5 separate regions of the Mus musculus genome follow, and regions 1, 2, 3 and 4 are each linked to region 5. Evidence: chromatin contacts called from public HiCAR-type, HiChIP or PLAC-seq and promoter capture Hi-C data. All regions are on one chromosome and are shown on one strand. The core of a region is the stretch at or near the end of the contact, and the rest is flanking DNA. Distances in the headings are between cores, read along the strand shown.

Region 1 (2,700 bases), core at 163-2,662, 1.9 Mb after region 5:
AGGAGGCAGAAGCAGGCAGATCTCTCAAGTTTGAGGCCAGCCTGTCTGCAAATCAAGTTCCAGAACAGGCAGGGCTACATGGAAACCATGTCCCTAAGGGGGGGGGGGGGGGGAGGATGCTTATGACAAAGACAGATCTTTAAACATATTCCCACTCAAGACAGACCAGAAAAGTGGAAAAAAGCTTTAATGACTGTTCAGCCCACTTAACAAATCTCCACCTCAAATTTAATGAGCCACAAGCAGAGATTTGTGAAATGCAGGGCAGCAAGTGTGCACTATTTTCTTCTAAGACTGTCGCGATAGTCCCAGAGCTGAGAACTCTCTCAAGACTGCATCCCATCTAGACGAGTATCTTCTATGGTCTGGATCCTATACTGGCATCTGTGGTCTCTATATAGTATTTCAGAAGAAATGACATTTTATCAACTAAAATGTTTTCTTTTTATCTTTCCAAGTCTCTCTAGCCTCCACCTACGTATTCCTCGCTGAATCTTTTGAGAACTCTGCACTATTCTGGGAGATCCGTTGCTAGGACTTTTGGAAGAAGGGGCATGGGTGTTTGTTTGTTTGTTTGTTTTTTTCCTAATATCTTTCTTTCCAAAGTAAATACTCGAGGAATAAAAGAAGCGATTCTTAGCTTATCCAAAAGATCAGTGAGAAGCTACTTACAGGTATTTCTCATGATTAATAATCCACCTGAATGAATTAAACTAGTCTACTCACTAGTCTAACAATGCTAACTGTGACGTTATTTTCGAAAAAAGTCAACCAAAAAGACGACAGTTCAGAAAAATACGCATTACATCCGCATAATCCGGCCAGGAAACGTGCCCGGGGGCAAGTTCCTCAAAGCAAGCCCTCTCCCAACCGCTCCCGGGAGTGACGAGAGAAGCAAAGCCCTGGTCGAGGTGGGAGCCGCCGCAGAGACGAGGACGCCGGGCCCAGCAGGCCAGGCCTCGCAAGGAGCGGGTCACGATGCGGCCGCCTGCTCTGCGCGAGGCCCTAACCTCCCGCCTCGCCCGCAGGCCGCGGCTCCTAGGTCCCCTCGCCCGGCCGCCCCGAGGCCCCGTCCTCCACACTCACCTTTCTCCTCCCGGCTGTCGGCCGCCATGGCTGCCCTCCGGCTTCCGCCGCCGCCACCGCCGCCGCCGGGACGCGAGTCGCGCGGGCGCCGCAGACGCGGCCGCAGGCGCACGAGTCCGTCCGTCAGTCCGTCCGGCGGGCCGCGCGCTTCGACCTGACCTGCTCCACTCAGCTTCCTACGCGCAACCCTTCCTCCCGTGCTCTGGTTCTCTTCCCGCCTGGCTCTCTGGCCTCGGTCGGCGCGGGCTTCAGCCTTCCTGTTGGGGTTCGGCCACCACAGAGACAAGGGGGAGGAGAGAGACACAGATGGCGACGCCGGGCGGCGCTAAAATGGAGCCTGCTTCCTGCGCGAAACAATCCCGCTCCCGAAATGCCTTGCGCTGTTTACGCTCTGTGCCTCTCGCGGAACGTCACAGTGCGGGGAACCGGGGCGGGGGCGGAGGCGGGGACGGGGACTGGAGCGAGAAGCGGGACGTAAGAGGGCGTGACTTCGGCACGTCGTCCCGCCCCGCGCGCAAACTTGACGTCCAGGGAACCGCCCTCGTTCCAGAGGATAATCGGTATTTAGGCTTCTCTGCTGTGCTTCCTACAGCTCAAGGATGCAGACATCTCACCAGAAACGTTTGGAAGGCCTTGAATGGTTAGTGTGAGACACCATCAGAAAGGGTGTTATGTCTTTCTTTGGTTTTACGAGACAGGGTTTCTCTGTGTGGCCCTGGCTGTCCTGGAACTCACTCTGTAGACCAGGCTGGCCTCGAACTCAGAAATCCGCCTGCCTATGCCTCCCAAGTGCTGAGATTAAAGGCATAAACCACCACTGCCCGGCTATGTCTTTTTTATATATTTAATTTTCTTTTATTTGATTAGTAGTGTCTACTACTTCTTTTTAAATATTGTTCTAGGACCAGGGGTTAAGAATAGCTTTATTGTTGGGTGGTATTTGGGCTCATCTTTAATCCCAGCACTGGAGAGGCAGAGGCAGAGGCAGAGGCAGGAGGATCCCTGTGAGTTCGAGGCCATCCTGGCATACAGATTGAGTTCCAAGACACCCATGGCTACACAGAAACCCTGCTTCAAAAATAAACAAACAAATGTGTTCTCCCTCAAAGGAAGTCTGAGTTTATCTTCTAGTTAAGGCAGCCAAGGTTTGAGTAAACAAATTGAAAGTTGTGCTGACGCCAGGAGTGGTGGTGCACACCTTGAAACCCAGCATTCTGAAAGCAGAGGCAGGGGAATCTCTGAGTTAGAGCCCAGCCTGGTCTATAGAGTGAACAGTACTGGGATAGCCAGGGCTACAGTGAAACCTTAGCTCAAAAGAAAAACAAACAAAAAAAAATGGAAAGGAAGAAAAAAGACAAAAGGGAAAAAGAAAATTGTGAACTTTATTAAAAAAAAAAAAAGCTAGCTAGAAAAGGGTGATGCATACCTTTAATCCTCCCATTAGGGAGGAGGCAAGCAGATATCTGAGTTCAAGAACAGCCTGGTCTACAAAGCAAGATCCAAGACAGCCAGGGCTACACAGAGAAACCTTGACTTGGAAAACAGAGAGAGAGACAGACAGACAGACAGACAGACAGTTGCTATAGTGATAAGACCCCTTTTTATGGAGAAAAG
Region 2 (2,700 bases), core at 117-2,616, 1.8 Mb before region 5:
ATTAAAGAGCTTACAAAATAGAGGATATCGCAATATCTTCCTATTGGTTCTGACAAGACACGCTCCTGAGCCCATACAAAGCTGCAGAGAAATTAATTCTTCAGTTTTGAAAATCTGATTTGGCTTGCTTTCTGGAACTCCAGTCAATGTCAAGGCTAAGATCTAAAGCGTTGACCGAAGTTAAACATGTTGCTTATCAGTGTGATATTCAGCACAAGCAAAGCCTTAAAGCTGCCCAATTTGCTCCTGTAATTTCAAACCTCACATTCGGTTGCCTAGACTTATCTCTGCACGCCATTTCTGCAGCACATTGATGGAAGCGAAACTTACATGCTAAGCACATTCTTCTCCGTCACGCACTGGGAGGAATCTAACGTGGAAGCTGAAAGGAAAACAGACTTGGACAAGTGAGGATTTTAACCGGGAAAGCAATCGTTGTGGAATTTAAACCCAAGCCATGAAGTCTTAGAACTGCCAAGTTGTTAGGAACCACCTGTCCAGACATCTTAATTTTACACTTGGGGACACTGAAAAATTAAGGAACAAAGTTAACCAGAATGATCAGTTGCAGACTTAGTACTAATACTCATCTTTCAGGTCCCCTTACTACTTGGCTCCCTCACAGTATAATATTCAAAATGGCTTCATTTAGTAGCTTTGGACATAATTATGCTACAGTCGGCCTGTTCACATTAGGCTTTCCAGAGAGTCGAACAATTAGCACTTTTAAAAAGATTGAGAGTGAAAATGTTATTTCTGTCAACCCGAAGGAACTAGACATGAGACCCTACTAAATAATTAATATCAAAAAAAAATTGAGCATGGAACACATCCAAAATTGATTGTGTTGAACACTGCTGTTATTTTATAAGCCTCTTACATAAAATTACATTACATCTAAATCTATCTACCACTTAGATCTATACCTGGTCTTCAACAGTATATAGAATGCTTAAGTCAAGATACCTGGAGAGCCGGGTGTGGTGGCGCACACCTTTAATCCCAGCACTCGGGAGGCAGAGGCAGGCGGATTTCTGAGTTCGAGGCCAGCCTGGTCTACAAAGTGAGCTCCAGGACAGCCAGGGCTACACAGAGAAACCCTGTCTCAAAAAAAAAAAAAAAAAAAAAAAAAAAAGATACCTGGAGATGCAAATATGGGAATTTTTAAGAATTTTGTTATAGGAAAATAGCTCCCAAGTCACAAAGCATCTTACCTATCCCAAACTCATTTTCGTGCAATGCTTTGGACGCAGCGAAATGTAGCAGGAGGATGAGGGAAGCGGGTGTGATCCACTTCATGGCTGCTGGTTCCTTCACCGCAGGCAGTGCTGGAAGTGGGATGTTTCGAGCAGTCCTGCTGAAGTCCTTTTATATCCTGTTTAAGGGATGCCTGTTAACTAGTAACCTTCAGTGAGCAAACATATGACTCTATTTCCTTACGTTGAAGTTAGGCAATTTGCCAATAATTAACAGAGCAGGGGTCACTTGTATCCTATGTTCAAGGACAAAGACCACTTCAGAGTGGAAAAAAATCTTGCAAATGCTGCAAATGTTCTTCACCATCTAAACTGTTCAAATAGATTATTTCCCCTGAAGAATAATTCATTCATCTCAACATAAGACATAGATATAGCCATAAAGAAAAGGTAGCAGACTTACTATGTAACTCCAAATACATTCTTTTTGAAAGAAATAATAAAATGCACACCATATGCTAGGCACTGAACAAATTGTTTCAGTAGTTCAGGCTATTCATTAGTGGATATATTTCTTGATTATCCAGTTATTATTTCGCTCAAAACCATCGGTCAAGTATATTTTATTTTATTTAGTGTATCGCATCTGGTTTAACATAGAAAACTTACAGCACAAAACCTGATGAGCCAGCTCCCATTCTAATTTTATGTGCCAAAGAATAATTCCATATGTATGTCACAGGTGCATGGGTCAGCTGCAACATCCTCTCAAGCCCTAAGATGATGATGCTAACAGCAACAAATGGGCACTGACATACTTCTGACCCTAAGAGTGCTTCACTCATACCTTCACCCTCAATGCCGTAGAGTCTATGATAGTTTCCATTTCTCTACACATTAGAGTTGATGGAAAACTTTTAAAACTTCCCAGTGCGTATCGAAACTAGAACTCAGACGTTGGCGTGTCAGAGTCTGTGTGTCTAGAGGTCCAGACATGTTTGCTAAGGCTTCATATGTAGTTGAGTTTATTTTTTATTTTTTTAAATTCATTCTTTAAACATTTCTTTTATGTGTTTCAGTGTTTTGGTTGAACATATGCCTGTGTGCTATGTGCATAGCTGTTTCCTGAAGAGGTCTGAAGAGGATATTGGATCCCCTGGAACTAGAGTTACAGATGGTTGTGAGCTGCCATGTGGGCACTGAAAATTGAACCCAGGTCCTCTGGAAGAGCAGAAAGGTGCCCTTAACTACTGAGCCATCGCAGAGCCTAGGAGCGGTTATGTTAAAGATGTGATTATAAAAACAAATAACTTACACTAGAAAATATAGTGTACTCATAAAATGGAGGGGAGTACTACGATCAAACCTAGTTCATAGAGTAACATTTAATGCAATGGAAAGATTCCCATAATATATTAGTAATAGAAAATGGGAAAACAAACACGCAGTATGACCATATTTTCAGACTGTACCTGCACTTCTTTCTGTCCTCAAAATAAAGTGT
Region 3 (2,730 bases), core at 124-2,623, 1.6 Mb before region 5:
AAAAAATAAATAAAATAAATCAGGCACTCAGCTAAACTTAGAAGTCTTAAAATGGTAACTTTGTCAGTTGAGGGACTTTTTTATCTTGTGCCAGTACATCTGTCTTTGATGTTTGCTTTATTTTCCTTATGTCACTACTCGTACTAGCCCAGAAATGGCTAATTCTGAGTTCAATAAGCTACATAAACATGACACGGTGGTGTACAGACCCATATAATCTCAGGAAGATCGCCAGTTCAAGGCTAGCCTGGGCTACACTGGAGACGTCTGTTTGAAGAAGAAAGCTACATTTCAATCGGTCTGCAAGTTTTCTAAGTACTCAAAATGATCTCAGAATCCAGACCGAGAAATGCATACGATGATGGCCCAGCTCCCACACCCACCTCTTCGGAAGTGTATAGTCTTAAAAATCACTAGATTCCGTTCCTGCACATTACAAAGGTGTACAAAATAGTCAGATTTAGGAAGCCTAGGACCCGAGACTCAAACTCGGACAAGAGTTTTCTAAGTGAGGACGTGATCGCTCCAAGGGATGGTGGAGGGGAAACAGTTTTCTTTTGGACCTGACTTCAGTCTCTCTCCTCTCACGAAGTTCTCTCGGAAGATCCAATGCTCTCTGGCTTAGGCGGTGGAGAAAATGGCCAGGCAGGAAAAGTCCATCCAGGAGGTCCGGGGCGAGGCCCCACCTCCCGGATCTGAGGGGCCAGGCCTCGCGCTCGCCCAGCTTCCCCCGCGCTTCTGCGCTCGCCCCCGACTTAGCCCGGGCCCCACTGCTCGCCATCCCACTGCCTCTGCTTCCCTGCGCCCACGCACGCACGCTCGATCGCTCGCTCGCTCGCGGGGGAGCCCACTCCCCGGCCCTGGAGTCTGCACTTGGGAGAGGCAGGCAGGGCTCCGCGCTCGCGCGGCCGCCGCGGCGCCGGCTGATGGCGTCACCCGCGCTTCCGCCTGCGGCTGCGTTCTAATACGAAGCCAGGAAGGAAGGAGGGAGGGCTGCAGGGCTGTGTGTGTGGGGGAAGTAGCGCGGAGAAGACAAGCCACCCAGGCGCTCGTTCGCCCGCCCGCTTGCTCGCTCGCTCGTTCATTCGCTCGCCCGCCCGCCCGCCCGCGGTCCCTGCTTGCGGTCCCCGCTCAGACTCGGTCTCCCCAGAGGAAGCCACTCCAGGCGCACTCCCCCGGCGGCTCCTTCCGGACGCCTGCTCGGCTTTCCCGGGCACGGCGTTCGCGCTCCGCCTCGCCCCCCCTCAGCCCTCCCGCTCTCTCTCCCTCCCTCCCTTCCCTCCCTCCCTCTCTCCCTCCCTCCGCCAAGCTCCCCGCCCTTAGTATCGCGAGACGAGGTGAGAGCTGGCGGAGCGGCGGCGGCGGCGGCGGCAGTAGAGGTGACCGAGGCGGTGGCGGCGGCGGCGGCCCGGAGCGCTGTGTCGGCCCCGGCGCGACCGAAGTCGCGGTAGAGCGGAGCCCCCCCACGCCCCTCCCCCGTCCGCGTCCCCCACCCCCTCTTCCCGCGGGGATGGAGAAGGCGACGGTTCCGGCGGCGGCTGAGGGAGAAGGGAGTCCCCCGGCGGCGGCGGCAGTGGCGGCCCCCCCCGCGGCGGCGGCGGCGGAGGTCGGCGGCGGGGCTCGCCCGGCCTCTTCTCCTCGTGGGATGGTGCGAGTCTGCGACCTGCTCCTGAAGAAGAAGCCACCGCAGCAACAGCAGCAGCAGCAGCCGCCGCACCACAAGGCCAAGCGGAACCGGACTTGCCGACCCCCGAGCAGCAGCGAAAGCAGCAGCGACAGCGACAACAGCGGCGGCGGTGGCGGTGGAGGAGGAGGAGGAGGCGGCGGCACCAGCAGCAACAACAGCGAGGAAGAGGAGGACGACGACGACGAGGAAGAGGAGGTTTCTGAGGCAAGGGCCTGGTTTCACCTCGAGGAGGGCGGAAGGGACCGTGGAGGGCCTAAGGTGGGAGGGGACTCGCGGTGGGACCGAGCCCTCGGGGCTTACGATCTGCCCTGAGGGACCGGGCTTTCGGCTGCCCCCTTTCTTTGCTCGGCCTGAGTCGTGAGGTGTGGGGACGTGGGGGAGGGTAGCTGACACGTGGGGGTGGGAGGACCGGAGAGTGCACGGAGTTGCCGAGAAGCTGGCTAGCCGAGGATGCTGCTTCGCAGGGTGAAGGGTGGAGGGATTGATTGGTCGGATTCCCGGGTGGCACTTTGGGGCCGAAGGGTGGTCTCTCTGGGGCCAGTAAGGCCACCTCATTCCCGGGGCGGGGGCGGAGCTAAAGCGGGAGGGGTAAGATAATAGGTAGGAGAGTCTCCGGGGGACCGACTGCGAGCTTGGTAGTTTTCTGTCAGTGGAAGGTGGCCGGGAGCAGTTGTGGAGGGGCGGTAAGATTGTAATGGACTCGGAGCTAAGTATTTGTATCTGGGAGAGACACGTGAGAGGCTGTACTTTTCCATACTGTTTTGCTGCAGGGCTTTTTCTTTTCTCTTTCTCTCTCTCTCTCTCTCTCTCTCTCTCTAAACTCGTGGCTGCTGAAGTACTCTTCGCTTCCTCGATTTGTGAAAGATTTATGGATGAGCCGATCTTCTATCCCTCCATATGCGTTTACAAGTGACTTAGTACGTAAAAATTGTTAGGTGCTCTGCGTGTATGTGTAATAATCCATCGGGTTCTCCCTTAATAAGAAATAATCAAACCATACCCCGCTTTTATTTAATTAACTTTATTTATTTATCTATTGTAAA
Region 4 (2,700 bases), core at 30-2,529, 1.5 Mb before region 5:
TTAAAGATTTTAATAACTGCTTGAAATTTTTGGTTTAGGGTTTGTGAACAATAGATCTACAAATAACAGGCTTATTTATTACACATAATAAATTTACCTACTTTCCCAGTGTTGAGAATTAATTCTAGGTTCTCATGTATGGTAAGTTGGGACTTGGGGGAGTTGTTTTTAAGTAACTTCTCTGGCTTAAGGCCATCTTGGAAGGGCCTACTGGATATTAACAGTTTTATGGAAATACGGTGGTTTCTTAAACTAGCAAGAGATAAGTGAGCTGTTTTTAAAAGGGATTATGCTATGGGAACTAAAGGCAGGTTACCCAAGTTTCAGAAAATACGCTATCTGACAGCTTTGGTAGGTGTTCAATAAAGTAGAGGACAGTGTCCACAGTTTGGCTTTACCAAACATGGGAGAGGTTTCTAAAAACTCAATTCACTTTGGCCTACCCTAGGAGTGGGCACTTCGTTGTTCCATTTATTTTCTGTTGACAGGAACACGAATGTGAAAAACACACAGTTGTTAAAAGCCCTGTGCATTCCATTTAACCGTTGAAGCAAAATTGTGCTGTTGATGGAATTCATTTTGTAAAATGAAAAATAGTATTTTTCCCTGCTCCTTATTATGATGGTGATTCTTCTTCTTATTTATTTATTTCGTTTTTTTCTTTTCTTTTTTTTTTTTTGGTTTTTCGAGACAGGGTTTCTCTTTATAGCCCTGGCTGTCCTGGAACTCACTCAGTAGACCAGGCTGGCCTCGAACTCAGAAATTCGCCTGCCTCTGCCTCCCAAGTGCTGGGATTAAAGGCGTGCGCCACCACTCGGCATTTCTGCATTCTGTTTATAAAGGAATACAGAATGCTAACCGGAACAGATAAAGACATTTAGGTCTTATTATAAAGTAGAGCTGCCTAGGGGGATAAAGGACGCAGACTTAACACTGACCGAGCCAGAAACACTATTCCCAAAGTAGGTGTTTCAGCAGTGCGTAGAGAAAACGGAGATAGATGCTGCGCGCCTTGGGCGGAAACAGCCGAGTCACAAAAAGTACTCAAGCCACAATTTCCTTGAGTGGAAACTGAAACTCAACAGCAAGGCAGTTTGCTCGCCCCGCCTACCCCTGCAGTTCCGGTTCCCGCTCTGAACTCCACCCCAGCAAGGAAAGGAGTTAAGAGAGCCTCAAGCGGCTCATTGCCGCGTGGGAAAGGCGGAGTCTTACGTCATCTCTAGCGCGACACTGGACAGGGCTTTCGGCTGGGAAGGTCAGGCGTGGCCTCGGGTTCGCGCATGCGCGCAACCTCCTGGTGCTAGTGCTCTAGTTGGCCGCCCGCTCCGTGTAACCATGCTGTGCCGGTCGTGTGCCGGGTGGCTCAGGTCGCTGCCCACCCTGCGGCTCCCGGCACCGGGATCACCGCCCGCCTGGAGCAGCGCGCGGCTCCCAGCCCTTCCGGTATGGGCAGCCGCTTCGGTGTCTGCGGCCTCTCCAGGTGGCTGGTATGAGGCCCTGGCAGCGTCGGCGCCGGTGCGCACCGCGGAGGAAGTGCTGCTGGGCGCGCAGGAGGCTACCGGCCTCCCCTGGTGGAGCAACATCATACTCAGCACCGTTGCCCTGCGCGGTGCTGTCACTCTGCCCCTGGCCGCCTATCAGCACTACATCCTGGCTAAGGTGAGGGGCGTCGGTCCCCGTGCTGCCTGCCTGCTAGTGTTAACATGGAGGCTAAAATAATTTAGTTAGCATTGCATGTTAAATGATGGTTGGTGACTCGAGTACCTTCCAGTTCACCCGACCTACCAAGTATTTATTCGAAATACAAGTGCCTCCCAAATGTTCGGTTGAGACCAATATTCAGAAGAAATGGCACGGAGGAACCTGAAACATTAGGGTCATAAACATTTTAAGAGTCTGCAGCATCATTTGTCACTATTGATACTGCTCTTTATTACTAGAAAGGTATCACTAAGTTAGCAGTTTCCAGACATGAATTCTTCCTCTGGGCCTACCACCTACTACCCTGTATCTGATGGATTGAAACTTCGAGTTGGCTTTTTAGGAACTCTGTTCAGTGGAATTGGTATAACGTTACCTCCCCCATGGCTGTGCCTGGGGGTGGGGGTGGGGTAAGTCAAGATTTTAATTTGAGTCACAGAGGATTGCCAGGAAGGGAGCAGCAGCATTGAGCCAGGAAGCATTCACAGTGAGGTGTTAACACTGGAATGCTGTTTTCTCTCTCCTGGGAAATGTAGGGATGGAACAGTAAGAACCAGGATGCAGTTTTCATTTACTCGAAATCCTATGGAGGAGGTGCTGTTAGATATGCTACATACTGGGAATCAGGATTTCAGGTTATGCACAGCCAGAAACAGAAAACATCAGGTACCCATAACCAAGAAGTTGCAGTTGGTTTAACTCAGTATGGTTGCCAAGATCACGCAGATAGATGTACAGGCAAGGAATTTAAATCTGGGGTCAAAGATACTTTAAGCAAACTAATATCTAATAGAGTTTTCTTAAATGTTTTCGATTACAAGTGTGATCAGTAAACAACATTTGTATATGGTCTAGGGAACAGAGACTAGAACTGTGAGTTTGGTTGTCCTGACCAAATGCTGAGTGGGGGAGGAAAGGGATTATGTGGTTTGTAGGTTATATAGTCTATTGTGGAGGCATTACAGAGCAGGGACAGCAGCAGAGTCCTTGGAGGAACAC
Region 5 (2,700 bases), core at 48-2,547:
CAACCCCACCCCGACAGCACCAAGTGGACAGGGAGGCAGGGCACCCCAACAGAACATGAGGGTAGGGAGCAGTGTTCCCCCCACCCCCGCCCTCTGACAGCACCAGGAGGATGGAAAGGCAGGGTCCGACAGCACCAGGAGGACAAGGAGGCACGGCCCTGAGAGCAAGCACCAGGAGGAAGGGGAGACGGGGAAGGGCAGCTCCAAGACAGGGAAGCAGAGCCGGGCAGCACCGAGGACTAGAAGGCAGGGACGGGCAACACAAGGAGGACAGGGAGGCAGGGCTCCCAGACAGCACCCGGAGGACGGGGAGGAAGGACCGGGCAGCACCAGGAGGACCGGGAGGCAGAGCCGGGCAGCACACGGAGGACGGGGAAACAGGGCCGGGCAGCACCCGGAGGACGCAGAAGCAGGGCCCGGCAATAGCAGGAGGACGGGGAGGAAGGGCTGGGCAGCACCAAGAGGACCGGGAGGCAGGGCCGGGCAGCACACGGAGGACAGGGAAGCAGGGCCGGGCAGCACTCGGAGGACGGAGAGGCGGGGCTCGGCAATAGCAGGAGGACGGGGAAGCAGGGCCGGGCAGCACCAGGAGGACGGAGAGGCAGAGCCGGGCAGCACCAGGAGGACGGGGAGGCAGAGCCGGGCAGCACCAGGAGGACGGGGAGGCTGGGTCGGGCAGCACCAGGAGGACGGGGAGGCAGAGCCGGGCAGCACTAGGAGGACGGGGAGGCAGAGCCGGGCAGCACCAGGAGGACGGGGAGGCAGAGCCGGGCAGCACCAGGAGGACGGGGAGGCAGAGCCAGGCAGTACGGAAGACTAGAAGGCAGGGACCGGCAACACCAGGAGGATGGAGAGGCAAGGCTCCCCGACAGCACCAGGAAGATGGGGAGGCAAGGGCCGGGCAGCACCAGGAGGACGAGGAGGCAGGGCCCCGAGAGCACCCGGAGGACGAGGAGGCAGGGCCGGCCAGCACCCCGAGGTCGGGGCCTCTGGAGCCCGGGGCCCAGGGGGCGGCGGAACAAAGCCGGCGCTACTGGACTACTTACAACAAGAAGCTCATGTCGGCCGCGGCGTGGGCTGCGGGCTCGGCTGAGCGAAGCCTGGGGCGGCGGGCTTGAATCAGAGAAAAGGTGGCGGAGGGGGAAGGACGCGCGCCGGCGGCGGAGCGGCCGCGACTTCTCCGGCTTCGCTACTTGCCGCGGCCGGCTGAGGGGCGGAAGTGGAAGGCCAGGACTCGGCAGGCTCACCGGACTGGAAGCAGAGCGGCCGAGGAAGCACCGCCCGCCGCGTCCTCCTCGCAGCCCCGCGCTCCCGCGCCGAAGTCTCGCGAGAGCGAGCTCTGGCGCCCCGCCCACATTAGGATTACCTTCGGGTCACCTCTGCCTCCCGCACAGTCCAGCTGAGAGCTTGCCCGAGCACGTGACCTGGGGGGTTCGGAGCCCAGCGGGGAAGTGGACCTCCGTTCCAGGACGCCTGGGTCTCATGGATAGGGAGGGAGTCGCCATCAGAGAGGACAGCGGAAGGCCTTGGACTCGCTTTCTGTGCTCTGATTTAGGCAAGCACCCCACGAACTGAGAGCCACATCCCCAGTCCCTCTACGCCGCCCGCACTTAAAAAAAAAAAAAAAAAGTTTTTCTGCTTGTAACGACTTGGGGGGAGATGGAATTTTGGGAAAGGGAAATAAATGTTTTAGGAGGTAAGATCTTTATTTGAACAAGCTAGCTGTCTAGGGAAACGGAGGGAGCCCAGGAGAGCTGAGGACCAGATTCCCTGAGGCAGGGACGCTGGTTATCCATGGCCATACGGATTAACTAGTTGTGGAGTCCCTTCGAAGAACTGATGCCCAAAACGCTGGGAATTATTCAGCCAGGCGCTCGAAGGAACTTTAGTTCTCACCTGCTTAAGAGGCTGAGGGCAAAGCTTTATGTTTAAAGACTGTTTGATGGCTCCTGAGATGATTCAGCCAGTAAAGGAACTTGCCACCAAGCCTGATCGCCTGGAACCCACGCGGTAAAGAGAACCAGTTCCCACAAGTTGTCCTCTCATTTCCACACAAATTAAATAAATAGATAGTGCGTGGTGGTGCTTGCCTGAATCGCTATACCTCAGAGATGGAGGCAAAAGGATCACAAGTTTGGAGTAAGCCAAGACAGCACAGGAAGTTGTTTGTTTGTGTGTTTGTTTGTTTGTTTGTTTGTTTTTACCATAGGAGACAGTGGTATTCTTTACTCGCACCTGATGCTGAATCGAGGAATTTAAGTGGAACAGTGTGCAGATAGTAGCCCAACTTGAGCTTAGCGTTCCAAAAGACAGAGGATTCCTGAAAGTGATGCAAATATTCAATTTATCCGATTTCATTTCTACACCAGTAGTCAGCCGCGTTGGCTAAATGGTTTTAAAAACCTAAATGCAAGAAACCCGAACCTTCTATTATCTCAGGAACAGCAAATAATAACGTGAAAAGACAGCTTCAAAAGCCTTTAAGCCCAGAACTGGGAAGGCAGAGGTAGGCAGATCTGTGTGAGTCTAAGGCCAGCCTGATTTACATATGGAATTCCAAGCCAACCAGAAATAACATAGTGAGCTGCTGTCTAAAAAAATCAAAAATAAAAAAAATAAAACAGACAGCAAAAGGATTTACTATGATAAAAAAACAGTAAGTTGGTGATGTAAAAGCCTTATATTCAAATCTTGATATAA

The links. Promoter capture Hi-C pulls out the DNA fragments that hold promoters and counts their contacts. HiCAR-type assays count read pairs that join an accessible place to other places. HiChIP or PLAC-seq counts read pairs in DNA pulled down with a chosen protein or histone mark.
Region 1: a contact with region 5 is called in a promoter capture Hi-C map of pre-B cells. The contact joins the promoter of Ythdc1 here to the promoter of Mob1b in region 5. A contact is called at or near these places in 19 of 39 promoter capture datasets (the 3T3-L1 cell line, 3T3-L1-derived adipocytes, the C10 cell line and 12 more), 2 of 484 Hi-C or Micro-C datasets (CD4 T cells and pre-B cells), 6 of 115 datasets of contacts at active chromatin or transcription factors (astrocytes, cardiomyocytes, embryonic stem cells and 2 more) and 3 of 9 other capture datasets (adipose tissue, liver and macrophages).
Region 2: a contact with region 5 is called in an H3K27ac HiChIP or PLAC-seq map of microglia, with 5 times the contacts expected there. The contact joins the promoter of Afp here to the promoter of Mob1b in region 5. A contact is called at or near these places in 2 of 39 promoter capture datasets (hippocampal neurons and pre-B cells) and 1 of 115 datasets of contacts at active chromatin or transcription factors (microglia).
Region 3: a promoter capture Hi-C map of pre-B cells shows a contact between it and region 5, with 4 times the contacts expected there. The contact joins the promoter of Ankrd17 here to the promoter of Mob1b in region 5. A contact is called at or near these places in 12 of 39 promoter capture datasets (the 3T3-L1 cell line, 3T3-L1-derived adipocytes, the C10 cell line and 8 more), 1 of 484 Hi-C or Micro-C datasets (embryonic stem cells), 7 of 115 datasets of contacts at active chromatin or transcription factors (astrocytes, embryonic forebrain, embryonic stem cells and 4 more) and 2 of 9 other capture datasets (adipose tissue and liver).
Region 4: a contact with region 5 is called in a HiCAR-type map of astrocytes, with 7 times the contacts expected there. The contact joins the promoter of Cox18 here to the promoter of Mob1b in region 5. A contact is called at or near these places in 8 of 39 promoter capture datasets (the 3T3-L1 cell line, the HPC-7 cell line, cranial neural crest and 4 more), 2 of 484 Hi-C or Micro-C datasets (B cells and CD4 T cells), 2 of 115 datasets of contacts at active chromatin or transcription factors (astrocytes and large pre-B cells) and 2 of 9 other capture datasets (adipose tissue and liver).

What each region holds. Positions count from the first base shown.
Region 1 is chr5:86,802,978-86,805,677 of GRCm38.p6, reverse strand. It overlaps Ythdc1 (YTH domain containing 1), which reads right to left and starts at 1,412. Exons shown (of 17, transcript NM_001347375.1): 1 at 1,087-1,412. The coding sequence starts at 1,114.
Region 2 is chr5:90,489,380-90,492,079 of GRCm38.p6, reverse strand. Afp (alpha fetoprotein) reads right to left here and starts at 1,366. Exons shown (of 15, transcript NM_007423.4): 1 at 1,215-1,366; 2 at 331-382. The coding sequence starts at 1,299. RefSeq lists a cis regulatory region at 1-306, enhancers at 955-998, 1,448-1,488, 1,422-1,545, 1,310-2,348, 2,346-2,700, silencers at 1,396-1,494, 1,480-1,592, 1,310-2,348 and a promoter at 1,310-2,348.
Region 3 is chr5:90,364,828-90,367,557 of GRCm38.p6, reverse strand. Ankrd17 (ankyrin repeat domain 17) reads left to right here and starts at 1,373. Exons shown (of 34, transcript NM_030886.2): 1 at 1,373-1,891. The coding sequence starts at 1,511. Gm9958 (predicted gene 9958) reads right to left here and starts at 561. Exons shown (of 1, transcript NR_045618.1): 1 at 1-561.
Region 4 is chr5:90,222,575-90,225,274 of GRCm38.p6, reverse strand. It overlaps Cox18 (cytochrome c oxidase assembly protein 18), which reads left to right and starts at 1,279. Exons shown (of 6, transcript NM_001033310.3): 1 at 1,279-1,659. The coding sequence starts at 1,336.
Region 5 is chr5:88,719,468-88,722,167 of GRCm38.p6, reverse strand. It overlaps Mob1b (MOB kinase activator 1B), which reads right to left and starts at 1,297. Exons shown (of 6, transcript NM_026735.2): 1 at 1,047-1,297. The coding sequence starts at 1,060.